Linked DNA regions of Mus musculus: regions 1 and 3 are each linked to region 2. The links are chromatin contacts, called in public Hi-C and HiChIP or PLAC-seq maps. All regions are on one chromosome and are shown on one strand. The core of a region is the stretch at or near the end of the contact, and the rest is flanking DNA. Distances in the headings are between cores, read along the strand shown.

Evidence for each region. A called contact is a pair of places that touch in the nucleus more often than the background predicts. HiChIP or PLAC-seq counts read pairs in DNA pulled down with a chosen protein or histone mark.
Region 1: a contact with region 2 is called in an H3K27ac HiChIP or PLAC-seq map of embryonic fibroblasts, with 34 read pairs. The contact joins two enhancer-like sites. A contact is called at or near these places in 1 of 484 Hi-C or Micro-C datasets (myocytes), 1 of 115 datasets of contacts at active chromatin or transcription factors (embryonic fibroblasts) and 1 of 9 other capture datasets (embryonic stem cells).
Region 3: a Hi-C map of uterus shows a contact between it and region 2, with 2.6 times the contacts expected there. The contact joins two enhancer-like sites. A contact is called at or near these places in 4 of 484 Hi-C or Micro-C datasets (cerebral cortex, granulosa cells and uterus), 4 of 115 datasets of contacts at active chromatin or transcription factors (embryonic fibroblasts, embryonic stem cells, heart atrium and 1 more) and 1 of 9 other capture datasets (embryonic stem cells).

What each region holds. Positions count from the first base shown.
Region 1 is chr13:104,446,350-104,450,586 of GRCm38.p6, reverse strand. All of the region lies in intron 20 of Adamts6 (a disintegrin-like and metallopeptidase (reprolysin type) with thrombospondin type 1 motif, 6), which reads right to left. Among named protein-coding and RNA genes, the nearest start is that of Adamts6, 160 kb to the right of the region's middle. Within about 2 kb of position 2,021, at least 22 of the 459 cell types and tissues checked have an H3K27ac peak or open chromatin away from gene starts, as enhancers often do. A contact at or near this core is called in embryonic fibroblasts, where this site is marked.
Region 2 is chr13:104,516,960-104,520,777 of GRCm38.p6, reverse strand. No RefSeq gene overlaps it. Among named protein-coding and RNA genes, the nearest start is that of Adamts6, 230 kb to the right of the region's middle. Within about 2 kb of position 2,232, at least 215 of the 459 cell types and tissues checked have an H3K27ac peak or open chromatin away from gene starts, as enhancers often do. A contact at or near this core is called in embryonic fibroblasts, heart atrium and uterus, where this site is marked.
Region 3 is chr13:104,630,953-104,635,136 of GRCm38.p6, reverse strand. Cwc27 (CWC27 spliceosome-associated protein) reads left to right here. Exons shown (of 14, transcript NM_026072.1): 14 at 3,399-3,810. The coding sequence ends at 3,561. Among named protein-coding and RNA genes, the nearest start is that of Cwc27, 180 kb to the left of the region's middle. Within about 2 kb of position 2,141, at least 38 of the 459 cell types and tissues checked have an H3K27ac peak or open chromatin away from gene starts, as enhancers often do. A contact at or near this core is called in heart atrium and uterus, where this site is marked.

The DNA.
Region 1 (4,237 bases), core at 772-3,271, 70 kb after region 2:
ATTAAGTAAGAGAAGTTGCGTAGGTCATGAAGATGGTAAAAGGATGGTTTAATAGTGGAAAATTGCAAGACAGAACAGAAAATTATCATGAATATTGCTGTTCTCTGCAAGATTCATTCTCTAAGAAACAGTACTGTCCTAAAAAGGGGTTCCTTTTAAATTAAAGCTACCAAAAGAAGTGCTAGGAATTTTCATAAACACTGAGGTATAACAGGAGTTGCACACTTCTGACATTCTAACTTGTAGATCAAGTTGGTTGACTATAACAGCCATTTATAAGTTGAGCAAATCTTATTCAAACTGCTTGAGACCTGAAGTGCTTCCAATTTATATTAATGTAGACGTTACAATATTTGCATAGAGTTTACTGGTTGAGCTTTCTTAACCTGAAAAATCTCACCTCCAAAACGCTCTAAAATACTGAATTCTGGTGGTGTCCTCAGATCTGGGATGCTCTGCTCCTATTCATTTTAGTTATGTAAGTATCAGAGAAAGTTGAAATTGCAATGAAAACCTTCGCAAACTGTTTAGCACAGTTGCAATTAGTTTTAAAAGTATTAATTAGATGTGATAAATGATCCACCAGGTAAATAAAAAACATAAACAAACTGAGCTCCAAATATACAGCCTATGGCATGTCCAAGTCAATGGCCACACTAATTAGAATCATGGGTTGCCACTTTCCCATTTTCCCAATCCACTCAATGATGTTGGTCTCTGTTTCCCACCCCAAATGCTCACTCCTGAATCTCATCAATCTTTGAACTTAACTGGTAGCCAATTAATAAGAGATGTTAGCTTTCTGAGGGCTAAAACTTTTAATCCATATCAATAATTTTTAATTATGGACTGCACCTTAGAATTTTCCAGGGATCTTTAAAAAATTGATGTTCAGACTAGACTCCTAACCATTTATAAAAGATGGAGTGTCAGAGGGAGTCCAAGTATCAGGACCTCAGGAGCATTTAGAGTCCTGGTCTTTCCAACCTGTGGCAAGTTAAGAACTGATTTTGGGGGAAAGTTTTTGAACAAACTCAAGATGGTGAAGGAGATACTTGGGTGGATATATAGCAAGTTACTCTATAAAGGTGCTAAGTGGTGAAGAGAAAGCAATTATTATTATTAGAGAAACACTATGTTAAAATATTACTAACTAGCCTCTACAGCTGCATCTCTAATTTAAAAGTTATTTAAATTGAAGTTTACTTATGTAATAAAGTTAATCATAGCAAAGATTATTTAGTGTGGTTGTTCAGGATGATTAAAGGATACCAGGTATCACAATATATTTTATAAACTATACATTTTTCACTTGTTATTAAACAGCCACATGGCAAAGTCACCTGTAATTAAATAAAGATTATCATGTGGCTTTACTAGGCATTTGGATCTAGCCTAGTTACTGACACAAGGCTCCTAAACTATCAAGACCCGTGCTCCTGAGTCAGAAACAGTTTGTTTTAAACTGTGTGTTTTAAGAAACTCTCCTAGTAGTTGTCCCTTAACTTTGCCCCTAAGTATTGCCCCTTAACTTTGATTGCTGGAGAAGGGAGTTTGAATGGGATTGTGGGAAACACACACTCATACAAATATTGGTAAAGAGGAGGCAGGCGATGACTGAAGCCAGTGGGTAAGGATAAAGTAATTGCTAGTTTTACCACCAAAAGCCATGGAGCAAATGTTATATGGCATGATTTACTATTTCAAGACAGGTTCTGCATTTTTATCATAAAATAATATACTTTCAGAATTAAGCTGACCTTAATTAATTAACACATGATTATGATCATTAATTCAATGGTAGCACGTTGGGAACTCATTTAAATTACACAGTACATAATCTCTTGGATAAGGCATAAAGAAACAAATTCTAGAAGAAGTAACAAGGTTTATGAAAGAAGGAAAGTCTTAATTTAGTGAGTTTTTCACAGAATAATTAGTTTATCTGGAAGTCACATTAATCCTGAAGACAACACCTCATAGCATCTTAATGTTCCTGATCAACTCAAGGAAGTGCTTCATCACTGACTAGAGTAACTGACTCATCGCCAATGTTTCCTGTATATTAGATTTGTCATCAGGTCTGCTAAGCTACAGAAAAACAGTTTTTAATTTCTTATCTTAAAATATCTCATCATAGAAAACTATCATTCTTGTTCCCTGACTCACAGTTCAAAAGGCCTTGATGTCAGTAAAGTCTGTCTAGAACATTGATGAACAATAACACAAAGGAGTCTTAGGAGACTCCAGCTACAAGGTTTTTTTGAGAGTTCTTCTGGTGCCTTTTTCATTTAAATTCTTGAGAGCTTCAAGGATCCCAGTACTTCCCAGTACCTCCCTCGGAAGATCAAAGTAAAATGTCATAATTAATAACTGACTTTAATTTTTATATCCCTAGTTTCTGAGTCTAGTTTCTAAGTCCTTTTTGCCATTGTGGTAAATGATTCTGAACTCTTCTTTGATTAACATTCCTGAGCCCTAAGGAACTTTACTTCTTTCAAATATACACTTCAAGTATTTAAAATATCTGGAATTAACAGTAGAGGCACATATAGGAAAAATAAGTTCAATAGCTGGTATCTATAATATGTTATCTACCCTAGGACACCCAATTTCCTACAGTGGGAAAAGAAGATGTATACATACTTTTTGATCACTAGTTTTAGTTGTCAAATTGATACAATCTAGTATCACCTGGAAAGGGAATCTCAGTGAAGAACTGATTAGACTAGGCTGGCCTGTGGGCATGTCTGAGGGGGATTGTATTGATTAATAGGAAAGCATACCCACTGTGGGTGACACCATTCCCTGGGAAAGGGCTATTAAACAAAGCAAGTGGAGCACTGGATGCATGCATGCATTGTTTGTGCTCTGCTCTTGACTGTGAATGTAATTTGAGTAGCTGCTTCAAGTTCCTGTGTGTTGACTTTTGGCTTCACTGTCAGGATGGACTGTAACTTATAACTGTGATTAAATAGATTCTTTCTTATGCTGTTTTTGTCAGAGTATTTTATCACATCAACTGGAAATGAAAATAAGGCATTTGTCAAAATTATTGCCTCATGGCTTTATGAGTGCTTATAAGCACTTACTGTCTATAAATGCTTTTTCCCCTAGAATGTTTCAGATATTGTTCTAGGAGCAACATGAGCTCTCAAAGATTCAGATTTCAGTGACCAGTCCTTGAAGTCTATATGTCTGCAGTGCTAGGTTTCAGTTGCTCTGAAAGCCAGAAACAGTGATCCAAAATCTTGTGTGAGCAGAGAACCATCTGGAGAGCTTGTGAAAACACAGTCCGTACTCAAAGATTCTCTACAGAAGGTCTGAAATGAAGGCCCCAGATCAGCTTTTCAAATGAATCCCTAACTGAACTGAGGCAGCTGGTCCCCAGATAGCATCTGGATGACCAAGACAAATGACAGTTCTGCACACCACATCTGCCAACTTTCAACCACTGACTTCCCTCTCTCAACAAAAACAATAGCCTCATAATCACTCACACTCAGGCAGAGTTTGGGTTCCCAGAACCACCTCAGATACAAGATCAGTAGCTCCAGAATCAAAGCAGTTTACACTGTGGAAAAGAAACCTCTCCTTCAAGGGGATTTGCTTCCTTCCTGTTTTTCTTTAGTTTTCCTCTTTTTTTTTTAATTCCTTACTGACAAATCATTGCCATTTTTCAATGAGTGTTATAGTAAAGAATAGCTCATTTAAAACTTTCATACTTTTTACTTCAATAATCTCAGTTTTCTTTTGAATTAAGTTTTCAGGCTGCCTCCACTTTTATTGGTCTAGATGCTCTATGAACAAAAAGAATCATGGGTTGAAAAAACATTGGGAATTCATTTAATCTGCCCTTGACCTCCAGCAAGACTGTGTCTAAACCATCCTCAAATATAGCAATTGGTCAAAATAAGAACAGGCAGTAGGGCTCTCATTCAGCATTCTGTTGCATACTTGAAGATACCACCATGCTTCTTTTCCTAAAGCCAGCTGACTTCAGCTTTAGGATATCATTGTTAAAATGCCTACACTTTATGTTATTTGGACTCATCCTTAATAAGTCTTTATTCTACTTTACTAAGAGCCTAACTTAAATATATGTTATCCTAATGAAGACTTTTTGTTGGTAGGTAGAAAGGGGAAGATTAATTTATAGAGTAACTAAAAAGTGATTTAATTAGCAAAGGAAGATTTATGTATAAATATCAGATATAAGTGCAATGGCATTTATGGG
Region 2 (3,818 bases), core at 983-3,482:
ACCTGCCAGCAACAGACTTGGATACGTTCTCATCCCTCAAGCTGACCTGTGAGTCACTTGCTTGACTACTCTGAGTGCCTTCCACTGTGGAAGGGCTGATGATTCACTCTGAGATAAATACATGGTCTGAGTGGTAGGAGTTCACGATTCCCTGAAGAATGATACCCTGGTCTCAAATAGTGTGTAAACACAAAGAGTGTTTTATTCTGCAGAAGTTCAGCATGTTAGGGTCTCACATTACCAAGATAGAGAGATAAGCAAGTGAACTCGCAGGCCAGACTTAAAGCACATTAGGGGAAGCACATTATCTTGCTTCATCTCTAGGGACATTCCAGAACCATTACCTGGGTGTGGGGGCTAGAAACTGTTGCTGGAGAGGTCTGGAAACTACTGTTGACCCAATTGTCCGTGCCTCAGACCAGGTGGCAGGGCAGCTTCTGAGGCCTGGACTTGCCTGGACTTGCCCAGTTCTTGGAAACAAGGATGTAGGCCTCGTCTCCTGAACTGCCAATCTGAAGCCTGTCATGGAGTCAGCCTAGCCTTCTCAGGTTTAACTTTGTATTTCATTTCTGCAGAGCTCTACCTGACCAAACTATCACCTATGGAAATATTCACTCTGATAGCATGGAAATCCGTAACATTGCAGTAAACCAGGGACCTACTACATGGCAAAAAGTTTGCAGCCACGGACTTTGGCATAAACTCTACTGGTCATAACACCCACAAGTCAGAAGCTTTCACTTATGAGAGACAGGATTGTCTCAACACCACATCCCATGATTTGGGTATTACTTTGACTAAAGTTATTTATATGCATCTGTGGTCCACTGAAGAACTACAGGGTCTTGAAATTAAAAAGGTAGAAACCAGGGTAGCTCAGAGACTCTTATTAAAATAATCGAATATTCCAGGTGTTCCTTGAATCGAGGGACACCCCCCCCCCCCCATGTTCAATGATCCAAACTACATAATTATCATCCTGGACCCAGTTCTCATCTCAAACTCCATTACAATTTTTGTGTATGATATCAAGCCTTACAAGCTCCACCTGTACTTACTTTAAGGTACAACTTACAAGTATCTACCTAAAATTCTCTTTGGTGTTTCTACTGTCCTGTTTGTATTTTGAGTCTGTTGTCTTTGTATTTATCACTGTGACTTGGGCTTACTCCTAAATTCCTCCCAACCTTTGCCGAGATAAAGTCTTTCGTATGCTAATAAGGTGCTGGTGATTGGCAGTTCTGGGACACTTTCTGGTGGAACTGACCGCCAGAAGGAGGCGAGATAAGTTGGGACTTTCACCTCCACCACGTGACCGCAAATGGAGGAGACAGAACTTGAGGGTTAAATTAGTCACCAAGCAGCCCCCTTTATAGTGGACCAAGCCTACCTGGTTGTTGCCAGGAACTGTGGGGGTGCAGTTTAGACGGGATACCAACTGTGAACTCATCCCTTTTCCAATCTCCGGCTATCTACACTTGAGAAGCAGTTAACTTGCTATTTTGTGGTGGGAGTTATTTTCGCTTGATTGCAGTGAACCCAGGAGGGTCTGAAGTCCTTTCTGCTGGTTGAATTCCCATGGGCTCGGAGCCTCCCACCCCCATCCCAGCCTGTGAGGCTCCACTCACGTTGCTTTCCTGGCACCAGAAAAATTCTGCAAGAATAATGAATTTATTGTTAAATCCGCTCTTCCGGCAAAAGCTGCCATTGCTGCCCCGGAAACATCTTTACATCACAAAAGTATTGGTCTCCTTTTAAAGTGAATGAATAAATGAACCAAAATACCAATGCTTTCATTTCCTGGACTCCAAAGCCATGCTTACAGTAATAAAAGACAAACCAGTGTAACTAAGTATAGATGAAAGAGGGTGGAGTTACCTAGTGAAACTCACATGTAAAAGCTCCCTTGGCTGAAAGACAGACCTGTCGGGATACGAAATTGGCATTTCAGAGCCATGTAATTTATGTAAATGAGACTCTGAAAGGTATTTTATCTTGGTCATGTGCATAATCTGAAAAGAAAAAACCATCAAGATCCTCCCTGAAGATCATCGCTTCCCGCTGCAGCTTTCTGGGTGATTTATCAAGATACTGGACATGAGGCCACTCCTTTAAGTGGTGGACAGTTTAAATTCCATAATTCTGACCACTTCTGAGCACCGAGTCTGGGCCTGGAGTCCTCCCTAAGCCCTGGGCCACTGCTTGCGTGAACAATGGGCCCACAGCTGCCTCCGCGCAGCCGCAGTGGGCTGCAGCCAGCCTGACTGGGAATGATTAGCCTTCTCCAGGCAGCTCTTCCCCCCACCGAGTCGCTGGCAAGGATCCGGCTTGGAGACAGCTCGTGTGTGCTCCTGGCGCGGCGTCTGCTGTTGTCATAGATGTCTGGGGGAGCCTGGCGGGCCCCTTGCAGCGGAGCTTCAGGACAAACGGGGGGTTTCATGGGGGTGGAAGGGATAGGGTGGGGTGGAGGCGTCTGTCCTGAGTGTGATTCCATGCAGGGGTGAAGAAGCTGGTCGGAGAAATAAACTAGAAAAAGGTCCCAGCCACGCAGGAGCCCAGGAATGCCAGGGTCGGGTTTCTTTGGCCCGGAAGTCATGGACCTCAATAACCTACCGAGGACCCTAGCTAGGGCGCTTCATTGTAGTTGACCTGAGACCTCTTGGCTGTCTAAAAGCCAGCTGTAAAACAAAACTTCACATCAAAGGACAGATGTGGCTGGGAGCAAGTTACCCATACAGTGCTAAAGCTCAGAGGGCTCTGTTTTCCTGGGCGTTAGATTCCCAACACCCCACAGGCACGGGAATGAAGACATACAAAGCCTTGGGGGGGCGGGAGCGGTTACTCGCAAACTAGTGATCTCCCTTTCTTCCTTTAAAGATTTTATTTTTATTTATTTTATGTATGAGTGCCCTGTTACTGTCTTCAGACACACCAGAAGAGGGCACCAGATCCTATTACAGATGGTTGCGGGCCACCGTGTGGTTGCTGGGAATTGAACTCAGGGTGAGCAACCAGTGCTTTTAGCCCCTGACCCATCTCTCCAGCCCTTTTCTTTCCTTTTATTGATTGGGGTGGACTCTAGGGGCTCCTGTTTGCTGAAATCGTGTTTTACCTCTAAGGTATACCCAACCATGGGCAGGTTATGGTTTTAAGTTTTAAGATCTTTCTTAACAAATCCTTATTTCGAGCTTCGGAGTTACTCAAATCATTTGCCCACCTGGAAGTCAAGAGATTCTGTTTCCAGACTCTGTTTCTCACTAGGAAAGGGTGCTAGCTAGCATTGCAGTCTGCAGATAACATCTAAAAGGGGAAAAAAATTACATAAATAAAACTGAAGAGAAGAAATCATTTGGGAGTAACCCTATCCCCTCAAAACTTGATAAGATCTAAGACACCTCAATCCCCTACGACAAGTGGGAACCTGCGCACTGACCTACACGGTCCAAAATGGCCTACTCAATAGGGGTTTGTCTCCCCCCCCCCCCTTCAAACACAAAGCCCCTAACTGTTAACAGGTCATTTTTAAGTGGCACTGTAGCTCTTTCTTTTAACTGGTACAAAACAATCCCTTGCATCATGAAGGATGACTCACTCCAGGACCCAGACGTCCCTATGGTATCTGATTTCTTCCCCAGACACTTAGATATGACCCTGGGTCAGAAGAGCTTTTCACCCTGGTCATATTTTTCTTCCTTGTTTAATTCAACATTGTTTTGTACTTATAAGGAATTGTTACCCTAATAATCTTCCTGCCAAATTGGCCTTAATATAATCCACCTATCACTGACCGACTACAAGAGAAAAATTAAACAAACGTT
Region 3 (4,184 bases), core at 892-3,391, 110 kb before region 2:
ATACAACACGTGATTTATGGAGGCACAGAGGTCAGGAGTTTATTATACCCAAAATCATAATAACTATTCTGTTTTCCCTTTAAAAATGAAGTGACCAAAGCATGTTGAAAGATAAATGGGTGAACTGTTTTTTGCTGTTAAAGATTCAGTATTATTGTGGAGTAGCCAGCCATCCTAAGTGTTATGGTATTAAATCTGAAGTAGTCTGTAAGCTGAGAGCCCCTTCTTTCCTCTGGGTTTAAGATTGCTATTAATCAAAATGTTGGACCTGTGTAGTGCAGTGCGTATGAAACAAACAGTTGAAGCAGACGGCTCCTTTAATTTATGGCTTTCTGTGTTTTTCAGATTTGTGAGAGAAGGTTTCTTCCTGTAGACTTGGTTCTGTGGCTCACATGCCTAAATTTCATTTCTTATACCAGAGCCAACCAGGTCCAATAGTTGCAAGATTACCTCGTGGCATTGAAAGGAGGAAGGTACCTTTTTATGTTTTTAATTGACAACATCTGGAAAAGTCATTTTGAAACTTGGATAGTTTCTACTGGAAATAGGTGTTATTAAAAAATCTGTATTGGAGGGAGAATATGGGATCACTTTTTAAACAGAACAATGAATTTCGGTAAAGGTTAATTATCTAACTAGGTAGTGGGGTACGTGAAGCATCAACCTAGAACTCTTAAATGAAATTGTTTTGAGGGGCATGAGATTCCAGCATAAGCTTCCAGGTGTAAGCCGTTAAGGGCTCTCAGTGCAGGACTTGAGCTCCTGTCCTGTGTAAAGGGCCTTGAGCAGGACAGCCTTGCTGATAGATAGCTCCAATGCACTTGCTCCCCTTCCCTTCCAGTAACACACTCAGAATTCCTAGAGTGCCCTTTGCAAGGTGCATGGAAGAGACATCAGGAGTGTTGAAGAGGAGGCCTCTCTTCACACAGTGCATTACTGACATGAAAAATAGCTGTACTTTATTCACTGTCTCCCAAGGTCTTAGTTAGGGTTTCTATTGCTGTGACAAAGCACCATAACCAAAAAGTAAGTTGAGGAAGAAAGGGTTTATTATTTGTCGTATACCTCCACATCATCAAAGGAAGGAGGAGAGGAACTGAGCAGCTGATGCAGAGACCATGAGGGTTACTGTTTGGAGACTTGATCCTCGTGGCTTGTTAAGTATACTTTCTCATAGAACTCAGAACCACCAGCCTAGGGATGCACAATGGGCTGTCCCTCCCTTCCCCCACCAACCAAGAAAATGCCTACAGCCTGATCTTATGGAGACATTTTCTCAGTTGAGGTACCCTCCCTTCCTGTAACTCTCGACCGTATCACGTGTAGTTAAGACTGTCTAGCATACCACGTAAGGCAAGTCGCAGACATTATGTTAGTCTGGGACGAGAATTGCTTGGGGGTCAGCACCACCTTCAGAAGTAGAGGCTGTTGCTGTTCCCTGGCTTTCAGAAGCATGAGGTTGGTACTGGTAGTTGGCTTTCCCAGTGACACCAACTGTCACTGATCCAATAGACCTAGGTAAGTCATCATCAATTGGTTAGGTCCAGTTTGTGTTTCCAGCTGATCCTACTGGCTCCTTGTTTCCATGGCTATGGAAAAGTCAGCCCTTTTCAGTGAATTGGGCACTCTCAGAAGCTAATGCCTAAATGAACACCATAGGCTCTGGGAGAAGCCACATTCAAATCCAATGGTTGTAGGCTGCATTTTCCAATTGACAGTGCTTCCTGGAGCAATGAAACTGTTAGAAGTCAGCTTTCTCACACTGCCTGGCATAATCCTATGTTGCAATCAGTTATTAAATCAGAACAAGCAGTGCATTATTAATAATATATACCACTGTGAATGTGGTTTACCTCATTTAAATATGATGTTGGTCATCTGTGTGTCACTGACACAACATCGATGCAACCTTCCAAAGTAGAAGAGATGGAGGTGGTGGTGGCCATGTGCTACTGAATCTTCAGAATGACAGTATCTATAATGCTTTCTTTTCCTTACAAATCCCTTTGAGAATCTTCAAAATCTGAGCACAGACTTTCCCGTACAAATAAATGTCACTCTCCATCTCTGCAGCTGCAGGGAAAGAGCGACAGCTCCTGACAGGGCCAACTGCCCAAATCTCTGCTGATACAAATCAAAGGAAGCCTGTGTCATATGTGAGCTGAGGCAAGTCAGAGTGCTGGCATAGCAAGGGCTGTATGCAGGGTTGTATTCTGTCTGCTGTTGTGAAGGATGCACTAATATGCTGATTGGATTGTTTATTAAATAGCTAGTAGAAAATTCACATCACTTGTTTGTTAAACCGAATCTTTTTCTTTCCTATCTCACCAAGTTGCCCTGATGCCTAGTCTTTTGACCACCCCCTACCCCACCCCACCCTCCGTTTATCTCTGATGCCTCACAGTGGGGCACAGCTAATCACTGGCACAGTTCCCTGCTGCTAATGATAGCTAGCTTATGACCACTTAGGAATCAAGCACATGCTGATACTTTAAGACCAGTAAGCGTTTGTTAAAGTAGGAAGACAGGGTTGTGAGATTTGCTGTAGTCAACAGTAAGAGGAGAAAGTTAGTTCATGGAGTTATGCCAGAAATTTCATTCCTTTGTGCGTAGAAAAACTCAGCCCCTCCCAGAAGACAGCCACAATCCCACTTGAACACGACTCTCAATTACTTTTTAAACTTCTGTTTGTGGATGCAGACTTTTGTTCTGTTTGTCACTGCTTATTTGGTTTTCGTTAATTTGCTAACGGTGCTGGAACCCAGGGCTTTATGTCTGCAAGGCAAATGTTCTCCCGTGAGGCAAATGAGCTACACATCAGCCCTAATATTTAAAGATTGGATTTTGTTGCTGTTGTTGTTGTTGCTGCTGCTGTTGTTGTTGCTTTGTTTTGTTTTTGTTTTGTTTTTATAGAAACCCTTGCTCTTGACCCTTTAAACCACTAAAAACACAACCATCAGATAGGTCTGGTTATTAGCTGGCAGCTTGCTCCACTCCTGGCTTTCCATGATTGAGTGTACTGTTCAAAGAAAGAGGACCAAGTTCCAAATATGGATTTAGGAGACTCCAGGGTCGAGATCACAGCCTCCCACCAAGGGAGGAACTCAGAGTGAGCATGGGAGACTCCTGGAAAGGCAGAGCAGTACAGCAGACAGAGTCCAGGCCTGCTTTCCAGAGTTTGCTTTGTTTCTGTTACGCAGTTCTGGGGAGCCAAGCCCAAGACTTTGCTAGGCCAGCTCTGCCGCTGGGCAAAGCTCCTGGCCTCAGCTTCGTTCTGTGGGACTGCTCTCCAGGTGGGATGAGCGCTGCCTGGCTCCCTGTGCCACAGAGAGTGGGGTAGAGAGCTTCCATGGTGGGTCCCAGCCTGAATTAACCAGGCCATCTCTTCTCCCCCTTAGGATGTCACATGTGCTCCAGTTTGAAGACAAAACCAGAAAAGTGAAAGATGCAAGCATGCAGGACTCAGACACATTTGAAATCTATGATCCTCGGAACCCAGTGAACAAAAGGAGACGGGAAGAGAGCAAAAAGCTGTTGAGAGAGAAGAAGGAAAGGCGGTGAGAGCCAGAGCGGTGATGCCAGAGTGGTGGCCCCTGTGGGGTGTCCTGTCACAGCCATGTCTATGGAATCGCAGAGGCGGTGGGAAGGCTGTCAGAGCCTGTGTTCTGATTTTTCAGAAAACAGGTCTCTCCTTTTGTAAATCTGGAATGATGTAAGAAAATGCTTTTGGTTACTGATACATTTTTCCCTAATTGACCTTTTCTATTACTAAATCTGAAATAAAATCAGTTTCTTTCCAGTTTAAATGTTAACCATTTGCAGATTGCATTAGCATGTCTCTGCCTCTCTACCCTGAAATGGGTGAAGGAGTCTTGTTCAGTTGTTTTATAAGAGGTGCTCACAGAAAGAATAAGGGAAACTTCCCTGATACCTTAATGCAAAATCAAAATTATAAAATAAAATCATTGACATTGATGGGTTTTTTTGCATATAAGCATATAGGCCTCCCGCTTTATTTCATGAGGAGCCCATAGGCAGGTTACTCTTCACTCTGTCCAGCCTACTGCTGGATGCTCTGGCTGCTTCAGGACAGTAGCACTAGATGCATATTCACCAAACCCACAGCCTACCGCTGCGCAGCCTGCCACTCCCTGCCCTGGCTGCACGCCAGCACCAGGAGCACA